Linked DNA regions of Ovis aries: region 1 is linked to region 2. The links are chromatin contacts, called in public Hi-C maps. All regions are on one chromosome and are shown on one strand. Each heading gives the region's core, a stretch centred on a gene start, on an enhancer-like site or on the middle of the called end of the contact. The rest is flanking DNA. Distances are from core to core; before and after follow the strand shown.

Region 1 (4,192 bases), core at 22-2,521, 78 kb before region 2:
CAGGATGGCTGCGGGAAGGTCACAGGCTAAAGTGAGGCTGCGGACCAGCGACCAACAGCTCTGCTCTGTGCAGTTGGTAATTTTATTCCCTGGCACTCGGCAGCCTACGTGTAAGAGCCAAGAAGGAGAATATGTCTTAACTTACCTAGGCAGGTGTCGTCAAAGAACAGATGGTAAGACAGTGGATAGCAGGCAGAGAGTGACTTTTAAAATGGCTCACAGGTTCAATGAAGTTAAAGAACAGATGATGCAAGGGTGAAAGAGAGAGAGGCAGAAAGCCGTGAGGTGATCCACGAAAGTGGGGGGTGTGAATTTATGATTTCAGAGGTGGAGCGGTATCCAATGATGGTACATCAAGGGTGTTTGGAGTACAGTGGGAATGAGGTCACCAGGAGGTGGTGACAGTGAGCTTCTCGGATTTGGGGTGACTTATCCACATTGATGATAGGAGGACTTTGAGGTAGGGCAGACTGTGAGTCCAGGGCTAGAGTTTTTGGTGAAAGAGGAGAAGTGGGCCAGAGGTCAAGAAAAGACTGGGGTGAAGCTGGAGTAAACGTTGATGAGTGCTTGGTACATCACTGATGAATATATCGAGTGCACAAACCAGGGAAAGCGTGAATGAATGAATGCATCAACTCAGACAAAATCCCATGGAAGGAGAAGCCTGGTAGGCTACAGCCCATGGGGTTGCAGAGAGTCGGACACGACTGAGCGACTTCACTTCAAGGGAACCATAACTTAGTCTCCAGATATGGCTTCCCAGGTGGCTCAGTGGGAAAGAAACTGCCTGCAGTGCAGGAGACCCAGGTTCCATCCGTGGGTCGGGAAGATCCCCTGGAGAAGAGAATGGCAACCCACGTCAGTATTCTTGCCTGGAGAATTCCATGGAGAGAGGAGCCTGGTGGGCTCTAGTCCATGGGGTTGCAAAAAGTCGGACACGACTGAGCCACTAAATACACGCATACATACACATAGTCTCCAGATAAGTGCCTTGATTTAGGATCTGATTTGGAACTTCAACTTTAGGTAATTATTGGGACAAAATGGAAGGACATGCAAGGAAGGTTTATTTAAGCACATATTAAGGAGGTCAATCTGATTTGGGGGGCTCCTTAGGCAGTTATGTGCTAGTTCCTAAGAGGCTTTCCAGTCTTCAGATTACCCCAGCAGCCTCTGCTTCATCTCTGGAGAAGGTAAGAGTAGGATTGCATGAAGGCACACGCCACCTATAGAGCTAAGGGGCCAGGGTGGGAAGGCCGCTGTACTGACTCCTCCTTCCTCCTTCCAGCCTTGCAGTGTTATGATGTACCCAGCTGGTCCTGGATCTGGTGACTCTCCAGAGGGCTTCCCGGAACAACCAAGGCGCCAGTCCCAAATCGGAAATCGCACAGCTCAGACACTGGGTACTGAAACTGGGGGTACTGAACGATCACTCCTTCTTTACAGTGTGGTCGGGCAGGAGATGGAGAGTGGGAAAGGGGAAGACAGGATTAAAGAGGTCTGGGTAGCACAGAGCTGGTGGAAGAACTAGCCTTCTTTTAGTGACATATATTTTATTCTGTCAACAAGGTTTATCTAGTCCCTACTATGTGCCTGGCATTGTCACAGACATCCGGAGGAAAATGAACCAACCAACCAGACTTGGTCCAGTTGCCTTTGTGGAGGGTTCCCACCTCCCTTTTTGGCTCCCTTACCAGTGGGACACCCCCTTTCTTCAAAATTACGGGGGAAAGGGCCCCTTTGGAACAGGATGAGGCAGGAGACAAAATCGTATGTGCTGAAGCAAGGAATGGACTTGATGTGTGACCTAAATCTAAGCTGGGGAAGAGAGTTAAGAAAAGGAGAAAAATGAGGAAGAGTTTTCTGTCTCCAATGTAAGCTGAGAAGGGTAAGATCACAGAAGTCATGCTGGGTGAGACCTTAAAGAGACAAAGTCTAGCCCCTCATTTTACAGACGTGGTAACCGATGGAAGGAATGGTTAGGTGGCGTACCCAAGGTGGACACCCAGTCAAGCGGCAGAAGTGGGAATAAAACCGTGGACTAGTAATAACACTACGGGGCCTGCAAGGAGGGGTTTAATGTTAAATGCCGGGGCACCTGGTGCCGCCGCCGCTGCCGGCAGCCAGGCCCTGCAGGCTCCGCTCGGTTGCCTTGGGAACTGTCTCCCAATCTTGGCCCTGCGTGCCCAATAAAGTTGTTGTTGAAGCGCAGCTGGGTCAAGTGAGCAAGGCCGGGGAGGCGGGCGGAGCCGGGGAGGCGGGGCGCGGAGCCGGAGGGGCGGGGCGGGCCCGGGAGCGGGGCGGAGCCGGGGGCAGGGCTAGCGGAGGGAGACCGGCTCGCCGTGACGGAGAGAAGGGGCGGCGGGCGCGGGCGGCCGGCCATGATCGCGTCGTGTCTGTGTTACCTGCTGCTGCCGGCCGCGCGCCTTTTCCGCGCCCTCTCAGGTACCGGCCCCGCGTCCTGAAGGGCGGGTGCCAAGCCTCCGGGCCTGCCTTGGCGGGGCCCCCGCGGGGTCTTGGGCGGCGTGCGTTGCGCGGCCGGCCTCACGACCGGTTTATCCTGGACTCCGCGAGGCCCAGGCCTGGCCGGCGACCCTCGTGGGCGGCACCCCCCCACCCACCTCCTCACGCCGGTGGCCTGGAGGCGTCGGGCCGCAGTTACAGCGTGGAGGCTGCCGGGGGAGGGGCGGAGCCCCCCCTCTCCCCCACTTTCTGGCCCCGCCGGCGCGGAGAGGCTCCGGGGCCCGCTGAGTCACTTCTCGGGGGGTCAGGGAGGGTTGGCCCCCTTGGGGGCCGAGGCGAGTGCCCGAATTCTCCGTGGACAGGGGCCCTTCGGCCTTTAGGGGTCTGTGGACTGAAGACCTGGACTTGCTTTGTCTTCCCCTGGGTCGACTCCACAGTCGCCTTTCCGAGCTGCCTCTCTGCGGAGTGTTTGGTTGAAAAACAGCAGAATCCAGAGACACGTTGAAACCTCATCTTTGAAACAGTTGTTCCGTGCGCTTAGACATGTCGTGGGTGGAGGCAGTGCTCAGCGGCGGCCTGGAGAAGAGTTACTGTTTAACTTTGCCGGGGTTTGCCCGCGCACCCCATTCCTGGCCTTTGACTTTTCCGAGGTTCTTGTTCTTAAGAGACCATCCGTTCCGCTCGGAGATCGCACAGCACTCCTGGACTTCTCTCTGGCATTTTAGGGGACAGGACAGACTAAGAAGGAGTTTTAGAATAGAATAGAGTAATTTCTATTTCTTAGAAATAGGTCCAGCTGTGTGCATTCTGCGCTTTTCCTTTTTGGAATTTTACATTTTGTGTGTGTAATATCTGTTACTTCATATTTCATATAAAACACTTAAAGTATGTACATGTATGTTTGTATCTGCGCACTAGAATGCAGGCTCCAGGAAGGCAGGGCTGTCTGTTATGCTCACTGTATCTACTGCTAACATACTACCCAGACTATAGTAGGCACTCAGTTCAGGAATCCGAGAATGTTTTGTGTATACATACTCCTTAGAAATGAGGAACTCCACAGAAGGCATTGCTTTCAGAGAACCATCGCATATTCCTCTAGCCATGTTGCTGCTATTTCTTGAGCTTTGCCACTGTTCATAATGGCAGCCTTAGTGACCTATACTTAGTGACCTCTAGTCCAGAGGTTTCTTGACCAGTAGCCAGAGTTTTGGCTGCCCTCCCACCCATAGGTGTGGGCCTCCCCCCATCCATAGGTACACACCTATTAACGTAGTCCTATTTGTGTATTTGGTTTCTACAGATTTTCTATCTTGAATGAAAATTCTGCTGAAAAACACAAACCACCACCAATCAAAACCTAAATTTGAAAACTAGTAACCTCACACATATAAATCAAAGAACTTTTGCCATTTGGTATAAATAGAGGATGTTTCAAAGGGCAGTGAATTAGCGAGTCCCTGAGACTAAAACCAGCAACCCAGCACATAGGTTTAAAGCAGAGTTTCCCACTCTCAGTACTATTGATATTTGGTAGTTCCTTGTGGAGCTGTCTCTCACTGCAGGATGCTCACAATCTCTTTATCCTGTAACCACTAGATGCCAGTAGCGTCCCCACAGTTGGGACGACCACTGTTCCTCCAGACGATGTGGAAATGTTCTTTGAGGGCAGAATCACCACTTTGAGGTTTGAGGGATCTAAATCCACACAGGCCATAAATAAGAGTGT
Region 2 (4,248 bases), core at 331-2,830:
CACCTCCTTAAAATGCAGGTCTGTGCTTCTCATTACATTTGGAGGTCTTTGTGAATCTAAATTTGAGTGACTGCATGCATGAGAGACCCCGGAAACAGCCTTCCGGAGAGCCCTGTGATCCCCCCCAAAGGGCGCGAGGCCTCAGATGCCACAATTTCACAATTAGTCCCTCGTTCATGTCTTCCTGTCTGATTTCTCCTTTCCCTCCAATCCCTGCGTCCCTCCTCTCCCAAACCCTCCATTCTCTTATGATCCTTTCTTCCCCTCCCCTTCCTTCCTTCCTTCCTCCTTTTGAAAGTTTGGTCCTCTTGGGCATTGGGAAGGACTGGAATCTGGGATCTGACTGGGAGGCTGGCAAGGAAGAGGGGAGCGCACACCTGTGGGGTCACACAGGGGTCGCATCCGCTCCTGCCTGGGAAGGCGGAACTGAGGCTGGTGTGTGCTTCCCTGCCCCGGGGGGTGGGGGGTGGGGGCAGACCTCCCCCATCCCCTCTGCTCCCAGTTCCTGGATGCAGCTGTGGTTGTTGTTTAGTCGCTAAGTCTAGTCCGACTCTTCGCGACCCCGTGGACTGCAGCATGCCAGGCTCCCCTGTCCTTCGCTGTCTCCTGGAGTTTGCTCAGATTCATGTCTGTTGAGTCAGCGATGCTGTTCTAGCGGGATGTGGTGATGCCCAGCAGACACTGACATGATAAAAGCATCAACAGCGCCCACCACCCCGGCATCATTTCCCCAAGATTGCTCTTTGTCGAGGAGTTCCTTAACCACCTCCGGGCAGGAAGCATCTTTTTCTTTTTCCTATGACCAGAGTGTACTGAAGGGTGGGTGGCCTCTATTTCTGGAGTGGCCACTACCCCCAGTGCTGATCAGGAGTTTGATTAGTAGAGACTGAGAGCAAAGAGACACTGTCCTCTTGTCCCCGATTTGGGGTGAAATCCTGGAACTCCTTGGCTCTGAGTGTCTGTCCCTCTGTCTGCAGCACCAACTTTCTGTACCCCCATTTTTAAAAAATCTCAGAGTCTTAATGGAAGCAAGACCCTAATAGTGCCAGGGCATCTGGTCCTTGTTATTGGCCCCCCAGGTCACTCCAGAGCTGCCCGTCAGTCTCATCCACATGGCCCTGGGGAGGAGGGGGATTCTCTGCTGCATTGCCTCCCAGAGACTTGGAGCCCCCTGGGGCCCTGTCCACACAGGCACTCCCACCCAGGACTCTGCTGTGGGCATCCTGGGGAGCTGTGCCCCAGACCAGGGCACAGACACCCCCTTGCTTTCTCCTCCAATGCCAGTCCAGGCAAAGCCTTTCCTGGACTTTTCAGTCATTGCCTACAGTCTTCTCTGTTCTTCCCACGTGTTTAGACTTCGGGGGTTGGAAGTGGAAGTGCTCACAGGCAGGTCTTAGCTTCTTCCCCTGTCACTCCTTTCTTGAAAAGAAAAGAACACAGAGTTCAGGATTTGCCTAAAAGAGGAAGCGGGCGAAGGGAATAAATATCTCAAAACTGTGACCCCGCTTCTGAGCACTCGTCACACGCACGGCAGTGCCCAGCCTGCAGGAGGTGGTTGTTGAAAAACAAGTGAGTGAGAGAACAAATGAAAGCTGGACGCCTGGCCTAGAGCTGCAGCTTGGAATGCACACCCCAGCCCCTGGCTGACCTGTTTCTGTGTGTCCCAGTGACCTCATCCATAAAGGAAGGACTGGATTAGATCATCTCCTGGATTCCTTCCAGCCCCCTAAACTCTAGATTTAGTGTCCACATAGGGGAAAAAAAAAAAAAATGCCATCATCCCCCTGAGCTTGACCAGGGCAGAAAGTTTCCCGAGTAATTCAGGCTCATGCACACAATTGCCTCCGAATATTTGTCCCTTCTCTCAAATGCCGTCTCCTGGAAATCATCAAAACAAGCTGTTGAGAGGGCACCATTGTAAGTTTGTTGCTTACAGTGATGGGGAGAACCATACCCAGAGCAGGAGGACCAAGTTGTGGGATTTACTGAGACTTTGAAGACTGGCTTTAGGTGACTGTTGCAATGCAGAGGGCCCATGTTTGATCAGGATTGCTAAGAAATGTGATTTAATATTTGTGCCGACTAAAAAAGATGCACAACGTGAGAGTTACAGGTTACGTCTTATTTGGAGTGATTTCTCAGAGCTGTCACTATGGTAACTTTCAAACCAAGCTAAAAACCATGATTCTCATACAAATATAAATGAATATATGAATATATGTCTTTAGCTCATTACTAATGAGAGCTGGTGAGATGTCACAACTTGTTCAAGTGAGAAGTCAAACACAAACATGTATGGAGTAAAGGAATGTTGAAATATGTTTGCAAATAGATGGAAATTGGCTTTTTTCCTCTGGGGAATTGAGAGGGAAGTCAATTGAACTTCCATAGGGCAGATTTTATTTGTATGTCCATAAACGAGTTATTTGGAGAAGGCAATGGCACCCCACTCCGCTACTCTTGCCTGGGAAATCCCATGGACGGAGGAGCCTCGTAGGCTACAGTCCATGGGGTCGCTAAGAGTTGGACATGGCTGAGCGACTTCACTTTCCCTTTTCACTTTCATGCACTGGAGAAGGAAATGGCAACCCACTCCAGTGTTCTTGCCTGGAGAATCCCAGGGACAGAGGAGCCTGGTGGGCTTCCATCTATGGGGTCGCACAGAGTTGGACACGACTGACGCGACTTGGCAGCAGCAAACGAGTTATTTGCATTGCTATCACTTATCTCCAATGTACAGAGTTGTAAAATAGCTCAGAGGCCCTGAGAGAGTCCCCATAGCATCACAGTCAGGTAGCCTGGAAGGGTGTGTTCTAAAAGATACATAGTGTTCCACTGAAACAGTTTTTTTTTTTTTCTACACAATATTTATAAAGCACTTAATATTTGTAAGAAGTGGTTGAATACACTGGAACGGATAGTCTGACTGGTCTGACTGGGGACTCAAGGCACAAAAACCTGAGCTATTTCTTTCCATCGTTCTGATCTGTGACATGTTGACTATAGTTCCTCCAAGTGACATACAATATTTATAAACTGGGCTCCATCATAAAGTTTTCCCCTGGGGAAAAACAAAAGGTTCCACTGCTCTAAAAAAAAAAAAAGTTTGAAAACACGGACCCTTGTCCAATGACTGCACTTTTATCGAAGAGAAAGTTAAGGTTTGGAGAGCGGGAGTGACCTGCTCTAGGGCACAGAACTTGTTAACAGACCTTCGGTTGGAAGATGGGGTTTGAGGATCAAGAAGTGTTCCTTTTGGCATTAGTTGGTGACACAAAGAACTCTCCTGGAAGGAAGGACTTAGGAAGCAGGCTGTGACAGATGGTTTTCATCTCCTGTGCTTTGGGAAATCTGCTACCATCCGTCTAATTGGATGTTGGGAGCTTCAAGCAAACTTGCAACCTGTGTTATATCATTGTTTTGAATCCCTAATTAGACCTTGGAATTTGACTTAAGTGCTGCTTAGAGGATGTTCATTAACAGTGTTGACAGGGACACTCAGCATTTGTAAAATTCTTTACAGTAATCTAAGTCCCAACATTGTTCTGGTGCGTTAAGGAAGCATGTTTGCTCCCAGCTGAAAGATGACTTAAGTTCAGAGGATGGAGACTGGCTGACTCTGAGCTGTTTTTCTAATGTTCCCACTTTGAATTCAGAGCTTTACAATCCTTGCTTTCATCAGCCCAAGGAAGCTCCTTGCTGAATTACATCCAGGGCTTAATTCGCCAAAGTTGGAGTCATCTGCCCTTGGCATTTCCGAACCAATCTCAGTGTCCTCTCTCTTGGCCATCGTGTTGTCAAAAAACCTCATATTCTTGTTTGCATGACCGGTTTATAGAGGAGCTTTGTCTCCACAGACAGACAGTGGTTCCATCTGGCCCTGCCACCGAGAGCCTTGTGATTCCAGATGGAAAAATCCCCATCCATCCCCCAGTTTCCAAAGCAGCCCCCCGCCCCGGATTGTTTTATCTACAGCCAGCGGCACAGAGCCTCCACAAACAGTCTCTGCAGGGGTGGAAAGAGCCGCTAATGAGGGAAGCAGCTCTCTTCCATCCTCACGCCCTGTGGATGGAAAAATTCACACAGCTGGCTGCACTGGTTGACACGAAGTGCTTTAGGACAAAGAAGCTGGGGAGGACTTGCCTTTATCAAAGTTGTTAGAAAAAGGTCTACTGGTAAGAATAGCAGTAATGCCAAGGAAAATTATAACTTTTCATCGTGACTGTAGCTATTCAACCATGTGAACTC

Evidence for each region. Hi-C and Micro-C count contacts between places; a contact is called where the count stands out from the background.
Region 1: a contact with region 2 is called in a Hi-C map of omental adipose tissue, with 2.0 times the contacts expected there. The contact joins the promoter of ANGEL1 here to the enhancer-like site in region 2. A contact is called at or near these places in 2 of 16 Hi-C or Micro-C datasets (muscle and omental adipose tissue).

Annotation. Positions count from the first base shown.
Region 1 is chr7:86,235,705-86,239,896 of ARS-UI_Ramb_v3.0, reverse strand. ANGEL1 (angel homolog 1) reads left to right here and starts at 1,271. Exons shown (of 10, transcript XM_042252782.1): 1 at 1,271-1,403. The coding sequence starts at 1,301.
Region 2 is chr7:86,158,238-86,162,485 of ARS-UI_Ramb_v3.0, reverse strand. No RefSeq gene overlaps it. Among named protein-coding and RNA genes, the nearest start is that of VASH1, 29 kb to the left of the region's middle. Within about 2 kb of position 1,580, at least 8 of the 54 cell types and tissues checked have an H3K27ac peak or open chromatin away from gene starts, as enhancers often do.